Linked DNA regions of Zeugodacus cucurbitae: region 2 is linked to region 1. A link is a contact called in public Hi-C data. All regions are on one chromosome and are shown on one strand. The core of a region is the stretch at or near the end of the contact, and the rest is flanking DNA. Distances in the headings are between cores, read along the strand shown. Region 1 holds the start of LOC105216457. Region 2 holds the start of LOC105216458 (hypothetical protein).

The links. Hi-C and Micro-C count contacts between places; a contact is called where the count stands out from the background.
Region 2: a Hi-C map of whole body shows a contact between it and region 1, with 2.2 times the contacts expected there. The contact joins the promoter of LOC105216458 here to the promoter of LOC105216457 in region 1. A contact is called at or near these places in 2 of 2 Hi-C or Micro-C datasets (both in whole body).

The regions. Positions count from the first base shown.
Region 1 is chr5:30,273,021-30,279,667 of idZeuCucr1.2, forward strand. LOC105216457 reads left to right here and starts at 5,090. Exons shown (of 1, transcript XM_011190949.3): 1 at 5,090-6,121. The coding sequence starts at 5,234. The coding sequence ends at 5,962.
Region 2 is chr5:30,409,033-30,416,668 of idZeuCucr1.2, forward strand. LOC105216458 (hypothetical protein) reads right to left here and starts at 3,312. Exons shown (of 3, transcript XM_011190953.3): 1 at 3,202-3,312; 2 at 792-1,054. The coding sequence starts at 921.

The sequences.
Region 1 (6,647 bases), core at 3,840-6,339:
AACTGCATTTGAATTTTTAACTTCATATGTCCAAGTACTTCATCAGTTTTTCGCTTTCGTAATTTTTGAATTCTACATTCAGTCCAAAAGGTACCCGGAAATTCTCATTTTTAATTTTCCCGAAGAGAATATTTCAAAATTTTTTGTCTTTTTATTCGCTGAACTATTTCAATATCGTCGTATAACTCGTACAGCTCATCGTTCCATCGTAGGTATTCGCCGCTGCACCATAAATCAGGACGGGAATTATAAGCGACTTGTAGAGTTTGATTTTATTTCGTAGAGAGAGGATTTTACCTGTTGGCAAGAGTGGTTCTGCGCTTGAGTTCGAGTTGACATTGTTGGTGTTGTTGATGCTGGTTCCCAGGTATACGAAATTATCTACGACTTCGAAGTTATGACTTACAACAGTGACGTGGAAGCCAAGACGCGAGTGCGCTGACTGTTTGTTTGATGACAGGAGATATTTCGTCTTGTCCTCGTTCACCTCCAGACCCATTTGCTTCGCTTCCTTATCCAGTCTGGAAAAAACAGAACAAACGGCGTTGTTGTTGCTCCGATGATATCAATATCAACGGCGTACGCCAGTAGCTGTACACTCTTTTAGAATATTGTACCTTCTCTATTTGGCAATAAATTGAAGATGTCGCACGATAGTGAGTCACCCTGTCTGAAACCTAGATTGGTATCGAACGTCTCGGAAAGGTCCTTCCCGATCCTGACGGAGCTTTTGGTGTTGCTCAACATCAGTTTAGTATTAGTTTCGTAGGGATACGGAATTCAGACATCGCGGCATAGAGAAAGCTCGCTCCTTTTCGATGAAAAGGTGGTGAGTGTCGATTCTTCTTTCTCGGGTCTTTTCCAAGATTTGGCGCATAGTGAATATCTGGTTCATGGTGGATTTTCCTGGTCTAAAGCCACACTGGTAAGGTCCAATTAGTTCCTTAACGGTGGGATTTAATTTTTCACACAATACGCTCGACAGGACGATATTGAGGAGACTTATACCACGGTAGTAGGCGCAGATTGTGGGGTCTCCCTTTTTATGGATTGGGCAGAGCACACTGAGATTCCAATCACCATGATGATGCTTTCTTGCGACCATATTCAACAAAGACGCTAATGCATGCACCTTATCAGTTCTTCATCGCCGTGTTTGAATAGCTCGACCGGTAATCCTTCAGTGGTTCGTGATCTCCTGGTGTTGTATTTTCACGGTCATTCAGAAGGTTCGGAACACTTACCTCCATAACTCCGGTCTTGAAACCTTCTGTAAATCGCCTCATCTTTTCATAAAATTTTCGAACATTACCCATGTCGGCCAGGTTTTCAATCTATTCATACTCACGCATTTCGGCCTCTTTCTTTTTACGTCTGCAAATGCGTCTCGCTTCCCTCTTCAGCTCTCGATATCTATCCCACCCCGAACGTGTTGTGGCTACGTAGCTTGATGCATTTTCTTGGATACATAAAACATAGGAAGCACAGGGTACTCGAAAGTATGAAAAGAGAATTTTGAATCAATTACAGACGCTTTTGCCGATTCTATCGGCCATTTGATTGCATATACTATATAATACATACATATACACTGTGCTATTAATAATTGAAACGTTTTTCCGGTAAACTATGTTCGCTTACGTTCGTTACCTTTACAACAAAACTTATCCATTCACTTTTTCGGCTGTTAGCGCTTCGCGGTTTTGTCGAATCCTGACGCAATCGCAAATCTTCTGCTCACATAAGTATCATACAAGCGGTAAGCGTGGCGTAAAGCGCAACTCAAAACACCGAAAACAACTCAACAAAAACAAAAAATACACATTTTCTTGTAATATGTGAACACGCGTGCTATTAAACAACATTTGTGTGCTTGTGTGTGTGTGTGTGAATGCAGCTATAAACGTAAACTTTACTGTCTTGGCCCGGTCACTAACGCTACGGCGAGACTGCCGTTAGGGTTAACTGAGTATTTCCTCATAAATGTAAGGAAGTTGTGTGCGAAGACGTGCTTTATGATTGCATTTGCTTTATTTTATTTTCAATCTTTCGTATAATGTAGCGGCACTAAAATTCACGAAAAGATACTAAAATATTGTTTGCGATCAGGTAAATGTTTAGAATAACAATATCGCGATGTGTTCATCCATAAAATGGTTTCGATGTTGTATTGAATTGTGTTGTGCAATCCCGATTTGCAAGCGTCCATTCACACAGTCACTTCTGAAATAAATATTTACATTGTTTTAAACACATACATAAGTAAGAATATTACATTCGTTTAAGCGAGGTTTCACATTTTAGACACCGCTAACATGTTTATCACAGCGCTAAGTAAGTATTTTATACACTTTTATACACGCATCATATTATTATTAGCTGGGCGTTTAAACATGTTTTTTTTATATTGATTGCTTCATAATATATGAGTATAGTTAAATACCAACTCAATCTAGAACGAATTTATTTTCCTTATAATATATACATATACATACATATACATGTATATGTAAATATTGAACAAATCTTCAGCCGTCCCAAAAACTTTCTGGCAACACTATTTTTAACTGTTACCGAATTTTTTTGGTTCTTACTTTTTCTTTACTGCCGTAGACACCGCTTACGCGATTATAGCCGGCTTAACAACAGCGCGCTATTCGTTCTTCCTTCTCGCTGTTTGGCGCCTATTGGTGATACCAAGTGTAGCGAGGTCCTTCGCTCCCTGGTCTGGAGGTGTCCTCGCCCTTGGCTGCCACCAGCGGGTACTGCATAGAACACTTTTAAAACTGGAGCTGGTCCATTCGGACAACATGGCCTAGTCAGTGCAGCCGCTGTCTTTTTATTCGCTGGACTATGTCAAGGTCGTCGTATAACTCATACATCTCATCGGTCCATCGTCTACGGTATTCGCGGTTGGCAATGTTCAAAGGAATATAAATCCTCCGCAAAACCTTTCTCTCGAAAATTCCTAATACCGTCTCTTCGGATGTTGACATCATCCATGCTTCAGCACCATAAAGCAGGAGGGAAATGCTGAGGGACTTGTAGAGTTTGATTTTAGTCCGTCGAGAGAGGTCTTAACTTTTCAATTGCCTACCCAGTTCAAAAAGAAACACCTGTTGGGAAGAATAAATATGCGTTGGATTTCTGGCTGACATTGATATCGGTATTAATGCTGGCTCCAAGATGGACCAAATTATCTACAACTTCAAAGTTATGGCTGTCAACAGTGACGTGTAAGTCTAGTCGCGAAAGCGCTAACTGTTAGTTTGATGATAGGAGATATGTATTTCGTGTTGTCCTCGTTTACTAACAGATTGACGGTTGCATCTTTTTTATTTAGATCTGCTGCTCGTATTTTTATACTCTCGCAACAAAAGTTGCTAAGAGAGTATTATAGTTTTGTTCACATAACAGTTGTTTGTAAGTCATAAAACTACACGAGTTGATATAGGGTTATGTATGTATATCAAAATGATCAGGGTGACGAGACGAACCAAAATCCAAAACCGAAAACACATAAAGTGTTATAACTAAGCCATAAATAAAGTTATAAATTTTGGTAAAAAAGAATCGCCCTAGTAAGGCCATATTTGAATGTAATTTTTTGGGGAAGTGGGCGTGGCCCCGCCCCCAAATCGGTTATTTGTCTATATCTCGCAAACCAATAAAGCTATATAAACCAAACTTTCTGCAGTCGGTTCTCTTACCCCACCACACACCATGAAAATAGTTGAAATCGGATAATAACCACGTCCACCTCCCATACAAAGATTAGGTTGAAAATTATTAAAAGTGCGTTAACGCACTAACAAAAAACGTCAGAAACATTGAATTTTACAGAAGAAAGAAGCTGCACTCAGATTTTTTTACAAAATGGAAAATGGACGTGGCATCGCCCACTTATGGGTCAAAAACCATATCTCAGGAACTACTCGACAGATTTCAATTCGGTATATAATACTTGTCTTACACCCTGATTTTCTTGATGTCTTACACCCTGATAACATGAGTATAAAATAGGCGAAATCGGTTCCCAATCACGACTACTTTCCATATAACTCAATTTTGAGCTCCATCTTATTCCTTCACTTTATAATATATAGTGGAATAAAACTTTACCCAAATACTGAATATGATCTTTGAAATCGATCGAAATCGGACTATAACTCTTCAACGCCCCGGATATCGAATATGAAGAACTTAGTGCCTTAGGGTAATATTTCACCGAAAATATCGGTAAATCTCTCAGATATCTTAATTTAATTCAGAGGAAATCGTTTTCTTCTAATAGTGTGTCTTTGTACCAGAAATGGTTAAAATCAGGTCATAATTACCTCAGCCTATATACTATATGTGATGATTTTCGTTTTTCTATTGGACTTTATGCCGAATATATTAAAATTGTGTGTTATCTCAATAAAAATATAGCAATAAATTGCAAGAGTATAAAATGTTCGGTTGCACGTGAACTTAGCCTTTCCTTACTTGTAATTATTACTATTAACAAACAACTACTTCTCATAAAAACTTCTCATTCGGAATATAACTTTGTACAAATAAACCATTGCAGGAGTGGCATCGCCCATTTAAAATTTGTTGAAATCGGACTATAACATTACAAGGCCCCATATATCGAACCTGAGTATCTCAGTATCTATGTTAAATTTTTTACCGGAAATATCGGCAAATCTCTCCGATATTTTATAGAAAGTTAGTTTAGATCAATAATTCAAGAAATATCCTTTAAGATAATATCTATACAACAGGTTCTTCTTTTTTATGAGTGTGACTTGGTAGATGCAGTAGTTAGTCTTAAAAAGTGCTTTATCTTTGTTAGGACCAGACAACTTCTTTGCTTATGCAAAAAGGACATCTTAAGATCAAATAATATTAAAGTTGAAAGATATGTACATTCATGTATTCATTTGTACATCGTTAAAATTAATTCCATTTGAGTCTATAAAATCCATTATTTTCCTTTTATATTTTTTCTATCAAAATATGAATTTGCAAAAATTTATAAGCTGCTTTTTGTCTCCATTAGCATGCATTGCTTACTGAACTTTACATTGAAAAAAAGTCGTTCCAACATTTCAAACTTTTAAAAATATTTCAGTACATTGTTACATTTTTTAATCAAAATTATATAAACAAAAAGCAATAGTTTGAAATAAATGAAAATTAACAAAATTTAAAATTTTAAAAGTGCACGCTCTACTCCACTATCATTATGGCTAAGAAAGGCAAAAAGGATAAGAAGGGTAAAGATGAACCAGCTGATGGTGGAAAAAAGGGCAAGAAAGGAAAAAAAGGCCGCAAAAGTGCTTTAAGTGAAGCTGCCTCCGTAGGGAAAGGAAAAAAGGGCAAGGGAAAGGACAAACGAAAGAAGAGCAAAATGTCAGTTCGTCAATCGAAAGCGGCATCGGCCATGATTCGTGCTGAACCGGAACCCATAACACCGCCACCACCACCACCGGAACCTAAATGCAATGACAAGATAAGATCTGATGATCCGTGTCGTTACACAGAGGACGCTTGCTGCAAAGGAGCTGTGGCGTGCAGACCAAACCACTATCCAGGAATTTTGGACGAACCTGAACGCATGGCGGTCGTTGGCTCGGAGAGCGGTAGTTATGAGAGTCTTTGTAAACTCGTGCGCGCGGGGATGCGCTGTGCCGATCGCGTTTTCATCATGACGCCTTGGGGCAATTATGTGATTTTTCGCGCACACGATGAGAATAACAAAATATATTTCATATATGATGGTTGTACATGCAACGTGAATCGCTTCCGGTATCTGGATTTGAATGAGGGCACCGCAGGTCTGCTTTACTTCGATTGCGTGCATTCACTCATTTCATACATGATGGAGTCCAAAAAGCAACGCATGTCATTGAAACGGATTAAACGCAGTGTGATCGATGACATCTGCAAAGAGTTTTGTGAATTTGGACACTGAACAACAAAATGAATATCATAAAACTGGCAAAAGCCTAAACTTGAAGTGCGGCCGATAATGTATATGACAGAAGATTCTGTAGCCAAACGAGAGTAATACGAAATAATTTTGGAACATGTTTAGATAAAATTTTCAGAATAAACCAATAAAAAAACTGTATTTGTGTATGTATGCTGTATTGTTTCCGGTCGCAGCCCATTAGACCAGTATAAGTCTTCGGCAAACCAGCTTTGTCTCTTGAGAGATTCATTATTTGTTTGTTCGGTAATGTAATAGATTGTTTAACACAGGCTAAACGGTATCTATCCCTTCTTTGCGAAACTCCTCCCTAATACTATGCGGGCTCACTGCGAAGAAGAGCTGATAGGCTATTGCATCGATCCCTGTCCACCTGGACAAAAAATGATTTTAATGCAGCCAAGTATGACGTAGCGCGTAGTAATCAAGTCTATATCAATTCGCACACGAATAAAGTTAAATACTATTAATCGAAAAATTTAAAGTTGAAAGTACGATTTTTTGCCACTTCCAATTAAATGATGCAGATATAATGTTGATAAATATGATTTGCGAATCCTCTTAAGCATCTTTAATCATTATTTATTTTGTGCATATTAATAGTTTGTCGAAGTTTTAAAGTGTGGACGTTTGCTACTGTGATTATGTAAACACCATATAACAAATG
Region 2 (7,636 bases), core at 2,062-4,561, 130 kb after region 1:
ACAGATTTCTACAAATATTTTGTTGGGTTAATGTTGACACAAATATCCAAGATCGATATAAAAAAAATCGATTTAATCGACCAGTGCTTGACGCTACGAGCACATCTATTGGAAAAGGGCGGAAGCAAAGTTGTGGACCTAATATTTATTAAGTATCGCCGATAACTTTCGATGACAAAGAGATTTCCCAATTAAAAAGTAAATTTTTACTAAATATTCCCCCGTGTTTTGAAAGAAAGATGGATACGATATGTTTGTTTATATTTAGTGTTTATAAGTATTAAAAAAATGTTTAGAGTTTGTTTCCTGTCGTAGTCTTGACTCTGAACTTAATGTTTACTAGAGAATATTGTCTTTATTAAGTGCGGTTTCGTTGTGTCAAATTCGATAGCAATCATACTGAAATGTTTCTCATTTCATTTCTATGGCATTTTAGGTCAACACTTTTATAAACAAAATTACTAACCTATTGGAGTCAATTATGCATGAAATATTACCACCATTTGATGGAGTCTAACTGAAAATTCTATTAAATAAATTATTAAATATCTGCCATTATGGTGAAAATAAGCAGAAATAAGAATGCAGTGACTTTAAGTTCTCTGGCTCCAGCTTTAAAAAGAAATTACATTTTTTTTTTGATTTTGGAAAAAGACTACAGTGATTGGTTGTTAGTAGAAGCGTGGCTATCTTGATAGCACTGACTTTATGTAAGAAAGAGTTTTTACAAATTACATGATGGTTCAATAAACCACAATAAACAGTAAACAATTAGCGTTTATAAAACTCACCTTTCTTTTGATCATCTTGAGTCGCCTTCACCGCTTCCTTAGTGTCAGCTTTGGCGGAAGTAACGGTAACAGCAGAGTGCAGCAAAAGCAAGCACATGCCGATGATGAAGTGTTGTTTTTGAAATGCCATCTTGTTAATTATTTGTAAAAATATGTGAATGTATTTCAAGCAGCACAAGCGGGCGCAGAGTTAAATCTCACGCCGAAGTTGAATTATTATTAAAAATAAAAACTTTTCTCTTTATGGTTTTTTGAGTTTTTTGCTAAACAAAAATTAAAATGTATGCTTGCTTTAACTAAAAATAATAATAGGAAATAAATATTTCAGTCAACACTCAACGTCAGTAATCTGTTAAAGCAACAACAATAATAAGTAAATAATTAAATAAAACACAAAACCGCGGCCACAGGTGAAAATTGGAGAGATTTCACTTTCGTAACTGGGAAAAAGTTTAAGCAAAATTTACATTGTCGTGACGTTCGTTCAAATGCCAGCATCTACTTTTTCTTTGTTTTTGAGCAAGTTTTCACAGCTTGGTGGCAGCTGGTTGCTGGCCGCTGGCGACTGGTTGTTGCTTTAATTTTTATTTTGTTTTTGTGCATTAAGTTTTGTTGCTCGTTGTTTATTGTTTTTGTGAGTATTAGTTTCTATATGCGATTTGACGTGTGTGGGGTCAGTGTTGCGGCCAACGCACTATTATGCCATTGACTAACGGTACGGCTTGTAGAAAACGAGTGAAAAAAGAGCGGCGTCGGCGGCTACTGTGTGCCAAACCAATAATTATGGACAGGAAAAGTTGGTTTTATGGCTGTGGCCGAGCTTGTATTTCATACGGTATTACTTATTTATGTGTTTCTACTTCGCATGCATAATTTATTTGTAATTTTGTTGTAATTAATATTATATCATTTTTTTTTTGTTTTTCTGCCAAACTTCAAATGAAATTTGTAAATCGTAACCGCGTTTCGTAATTCAGGCAGTCAGTCAAACAGAAGCCACATAAAAATAATAAATACATAGGAAAATATGCACAAAAACTGCAAACCAAAACACAGAAAAAGAAACTAGAAAAACGAGCTTCGTTGAAAAATAAATAAATAGTGGCGTGAAAATTATGAAAACCGACACTTTTCGCGGCTTTGCAAACTATTAGAGCAGAAACTTATTGAATTCAATGCGATCGCGTGCAAACTGGAATGCAAAATAAAAATACAAAAAAATTAGAATCGAAAAAAAAACGAATAATAATTGGAAAGGTAACACAGCAAAACAAAAACAAAAAATAAATGAAGTAAAAATACGCTACGCATAAATTGTCTTTGATGCACTGCTGTGCTTAATTAAAATTATTAAATTGTGCTTTAAAATTTAATAAATTATTTAGTGCTCTTTTTCTTTCCTCATTTTAAATTGTTTATTTAGCTTTTATTTGTATTGCTTTGGCGCTCTTTATTGTTTGGTGTTTATTCACATTTTCCTGCACACGGAAATCAATAACTGGGTCTTACTACATAACGGCAATGCACTTGCCACATTTTTCATTACAAAAATATATATTTTCAAATATAAACTATTATGCAAATTGTTTATTTTACGCAAACACATTTCCGCCGACAATAATTGTTTTTTTAGTCACACAGATTTACATTTTGTTGCTGCAAAGATCAACGATCAACGACCAACGAACACCGTTCAAAGATCAACACCAACAACACTAATCACACTTTAATTGCCGATCAATCACTTGTTTCTGTTATCCATTTTATTTCGTTTTCTTTTTTTATTATTTTTAAGATAATTGTTTCGTTTATTTTTCACAAGTCAGTTATCTCTACAGCGATCGTGCCACATTAGTAACAGCAAACAGCGCTTTCGATTTTCAACAACTTCGTAGCGCGCTCGATTCAATAACTTGGCTAAAGCATTGATTTTGAAGCGTTGAAATAGCAACGGCTGCCACATTCACTCACTCACTAATGACGGTGATGATACAATAATAGCTGAGTGATGCCGATGAAAGTCGCCGCTATAGCTGCATTGCAGCTGCAATGATCGCTAGCTATAGCCGAAAAAGACACAGTTAGACGCGACAATGCCAAAAAATTCGTGCTCACGACTTTTCCCTTCAAAAAGCACGTTTTTCAAGCGAAATAGCTGAAATGTTGTCAAAACGTGAGGAAAAACTAATATGCATCATTATAACGGTATGTGTTTATTTCACATTGATGCACCATTAAGCATTGTCATCGACTTTTCACAGTTTTTCTTTTGTAAACAAACATTTCATTTCAATCATTTTCCACCACGCAAACACTCATATTTCCACAGAAAGTTAGCAAGGTGCAACAACGTTTTCAATTAAGTACACTAGCGCTAAATCACAGCAAGTTTGTTGCCTCGACAATTTACCTCACGAAAACAATGAACGCGTACGCTCTTCACGAACGTCCAACACCGTTTGTTCGCTGCTCCATCGAGGTTGCAGAGTTTTAAGCTGATTGTTAAATCTATTGGCATAGCTACGCTCAAATTTCGGCTGAAACTCTCCCGTTCAGATCAAAATGAACGATCTAGTGAGCGAATGAACCTGCTGATGGCAATCGGTGAGTCTGCTTTTTATGAATGAAAATGAACGCTGCAGTTTTGCATATGTATTTACTGTGTTTACCGAGTTTTTTGTTTACAATGCCTTTCGCGGCACACCTGGCACGCTCGATCAGCTGTTTCGAACCGGTAGTTTTAGTAAGTGACCGCTCGAACACCGTATATGCCTGCCTACGAGCAAACACTCGTATTTATTTCTGTTTAAGCTTAGCTTAAATATATCAACGAATGTAAGAGCACGTGGTGGTCATTCGTAATTACCGCTACACGACCGAATGCTTTTGACCGTTGCTGCTTGTTTAGCCATTCTATGGTGTAAAGAAATCTTGGATAAAATAGTAAACAAGTTTAAAGTTTTTTTTTGGTACACAAGAACTACGCGACGCTTTAAAAACGCAAGCAAGGTGGCTTGGTTTTGAAAAAGTTTTTTTTTATTATTCTTATTGTTTAAATTTTCCTTTCGTTGCCGGTATATTTTAAATATCCGGGATCTCAAATCAATTCAAATTGATACCCAAGCGGGGACAATGGGATCGAATGGGTTAATGCCAACACTTTCAAATTAATTATATTACTTTTCCTTGTGCTACCTTTGCTACCTATATTTTAGTTTAAAAAATTGGATTTTTTGTGATTAAAAGACCTGAATAAACATGGAATGAAAAGTAAGAAGTAAAGTAAGTTTGGGTGTAACCGAACTGTTAATACCCTCACAATTTCACAATTTAATTAAATTAAAATTGATTCAAACAAAACAAACAATTTGACACAAATCGTGTCGAATTTATTATATTCAAGATTATACGCTCTCTGAATTTTTATAAAAAAAGCTCACATATTTGCTATATATACGGTCTCAACGGATATTTGAAAAATCTGAGAGAGAGAGAGAGAGAGATATGAGAAGTTATATCTCGATTTTAACAATTTTTTGGCACATATTCACATTATTAATAGGAAAATATTCCCTCAGAATCTCTATAAAATATATGAGAGATTTACAAAAGTCTGATTTCGGCAAATTTTTAAATGAGCGATGCCACCTCACCAATGTAGTATTAGCGCAAAGTGTTATTCTGATATTTATGATATATGTGTGATATATGGGAAGTAGGCATGGTTGTAAATCGACTTCAGTAATTTTTATACTCTCGCAACAAAGTTGCTAGGAACAAAGTTGCTAAGAGAGTATTATAGTTTTGTTCACATAACGGTTGTTTGTAAGTCCTAAAACTAAACGAGTTAGATATAGGGTTATATATACCAAAGAGATCAGGGTGAAGAGTGGAGTTCAAATCCGAATGTCTGTCTGTCCGTCCGTCCGTCCGTCCGTCCGTCCGTCTGTGCAAGCTGTAACTTGAGTAAAAATTAAGATATCTTGATGAAACTTGGAACACTTATTTCTTGGCACCATAGGAAGGTTGCTTTCGAAAATGAGCAAAATCGGACCACTGCCACGCCCACAAAATGGCGAAAACCGAAAACACATAAAGTGCCATAACTAAGCCATTAATAAAGCTATGGCAATAAAATTTTGTATGAAGGATCGCACTATGAAGGGGCATATATGGATGTAATTTTTTTGAGGAAGTGGGCGTGGCACCACCCCCTACTAAGTTTTTTGTACATATCTCGCAAACCAATAGAGCTATATAAACCAAACTTTCTGCAGTCGTTTTTTTAGCCACTTCCCAATACAGTCCAAAAATTAAAGAAATCGGATAATAACCACGCCCACCTCCCATACAAAGGTTAGATTGAAAATTACTAAAAGTGGGTTAACTTACTAACGAAAAACGCCAGAAACACTAAATTTTACATAAGAAATGGTAGATGAAAACTGCACTCAGATTTTTTTACAAAATGGAAAATGGGCGTGGCGTCGCCCACTTATGGGTCAAAAACCATATCTCAGGAACTACTCACCGATTTCAATGAAACTTGGTTTGTAATAGTTTCCTAACCTTCCAATAATATGTTGTGAAAATTGGCCAAATCGCTTCACAACCACGCCTACTTCCTATATACCTGAACTTTGAAGACGATCTGAATCGTTTACTTTACAATATATAAAGTAAGCACTAGTGAAGATATCGGTGCAGAACTTTGCACAAATACTACGTTTATAGTGTGGCAGCCCCATTCTATAAATCTCCAAAATCGGACCATAGGTTTTCAAGGCCTCATATATCGAACACGAGGACCTCGGTGCTTCTAACCTAATATTATGGTTTCCAACTTTCAATGGACGTTATACAATATATATGACGTATATGTGGGTCAAATTGTGTATTATATAATATAAATAAAGTTAAATAAATAAATTGCGAGAGTATAAAATGTTCGGTTACACCCGAACTTAGCCCTTCCTTACTTGTTTTAATATAAGATTCTTGAGATACGGTTTTTGACTCATAAGAGGGAGATATCACGCCCATTTTTATACTAATCTGAATGCAGCCCTTCTGTGATATCTTTTTTATAAGATTTACTGGTACTAGTGATTTGTTTTAGTGAGTTAAAGCACTTTTAGTACTTTTCAAAATAAGTGGGAGTGGTTGTTATCCCATTTCACCCATTTTATTGGTGTATGATGGAATCCTAAAGATAAATGCGTCCAAAAACAAACAGGCGGACAAAAGTATTCGCCATTAGACTTAGTTACACTTTCACAGTACGCCACGCCCAGAAAATAGTCGAAATAATAAAATTGAGTGTTTTTCATAGATACTATACTTATTTTCCTTCATTTCAACATAAAATAAATTTATATATAATTTCTGACTGTTTTTTCTTCAATAATTAAGAAAAATAAGTACTAATTCATGTGTTACACTAAAAATAAATGTGTTTCCAATAATTCCCAATCAAATTATTAGCTCGTGATATTTAGCGATAATGGATAAAAAAAATAAAACTACGGTTAAGGAAAAAATATTATTAATGCTTAGAAAGAAAATAAAACAATTAAAGAAATAATTGAAATTGCTTAAAAACCTCGTACAACAATATTCACTATAATAAGATGTCCTGAAATTGATTTTCAGTTGGATAACCGCCTGAGATGCGGTAGTACCCCTTAGCGTTCCGTACGATAAAAATCACAGGTAATTAAAATTATTAAGAGTAACTTAAAACACCGACATTTGAGATCGAAGTAGTAGTAAAGACCTCTGGTATCATTTATCGTATCGTAGAGTGCAAAACTTAGCCGATTACAATGCCCGAATTTGCAGCAACAAATCCCTTATAAGCAAGGTCAGCGAAATCAAGTGACTCTCATTTGCTAAAAAACATATAAACTAGTGAAATGATCGTATGAGAATATTACTTTGTGCCAAAAATCATTTCCCAAGTTTATATGCTCTTTAGCAAATGAATGTCACTTTTATATAATCATTTTATCCATCAGAAGAGAAATCTATTGCTGCTAATTGCAGTCAGAATGAAATTATTATGGACACTTTCAAACGCCTAATGCCACACCACAACCTTTCGTAAATATTTTGATATTTTCATTAACAGCAGCTGTAGCTTTCAAAACCCTTAAAAATTACTGTCGCAATTCGTTTACTATTTTATTGGCAAAAACTGCTGTAAAAGCGATTTATCAAAAGTAAATTTGTCACAAATCTAATTTTACAGCAACAATAAGCGTTTGAGTTCCAAGTAAGCAACCAGCTGAGAGCCAATTGTTAATGACAAGCTGTCAAATTGCAAAGAAATAATGCCCAAGGTTGTTAATAGAAATGTCACGCATGCGCAGTGAAGCATATACATATGTATATAAGTGCTACAAAACACAAATTGTTAAGTGTAAAGATATCTGATGAAATAAAAATAAGTTGAAATTAATTTAATAGTAATTTAAAAGTGATGTGCAATAATTTGTAATAACTTTCACATTTTCTAATTTACAATACTTCAGTAAGTATAAGTAAGTTAATTAACACTGAAACACTTCTGGAAATTTATTTATCTGTATGTGACCTAATTTTGTTATCCTAATTGATGGAGTACCTTTTAAGTATAACATCCATTAAAAAACTGTACATTACATGGTCCCCGCAATAGATACATACCTAAATATGAACTTCTTAAGATTTCACGAATATCATGAATTGTTGTCAGTCATGCATGACACCCAATCAGATTTATCTCACTGCGGCAGTTGAGAATTTGAAGCACGAGTAGTTACAATTAATTTAATAGCTTAGCAGTCCATTTTACTTCATTGGTT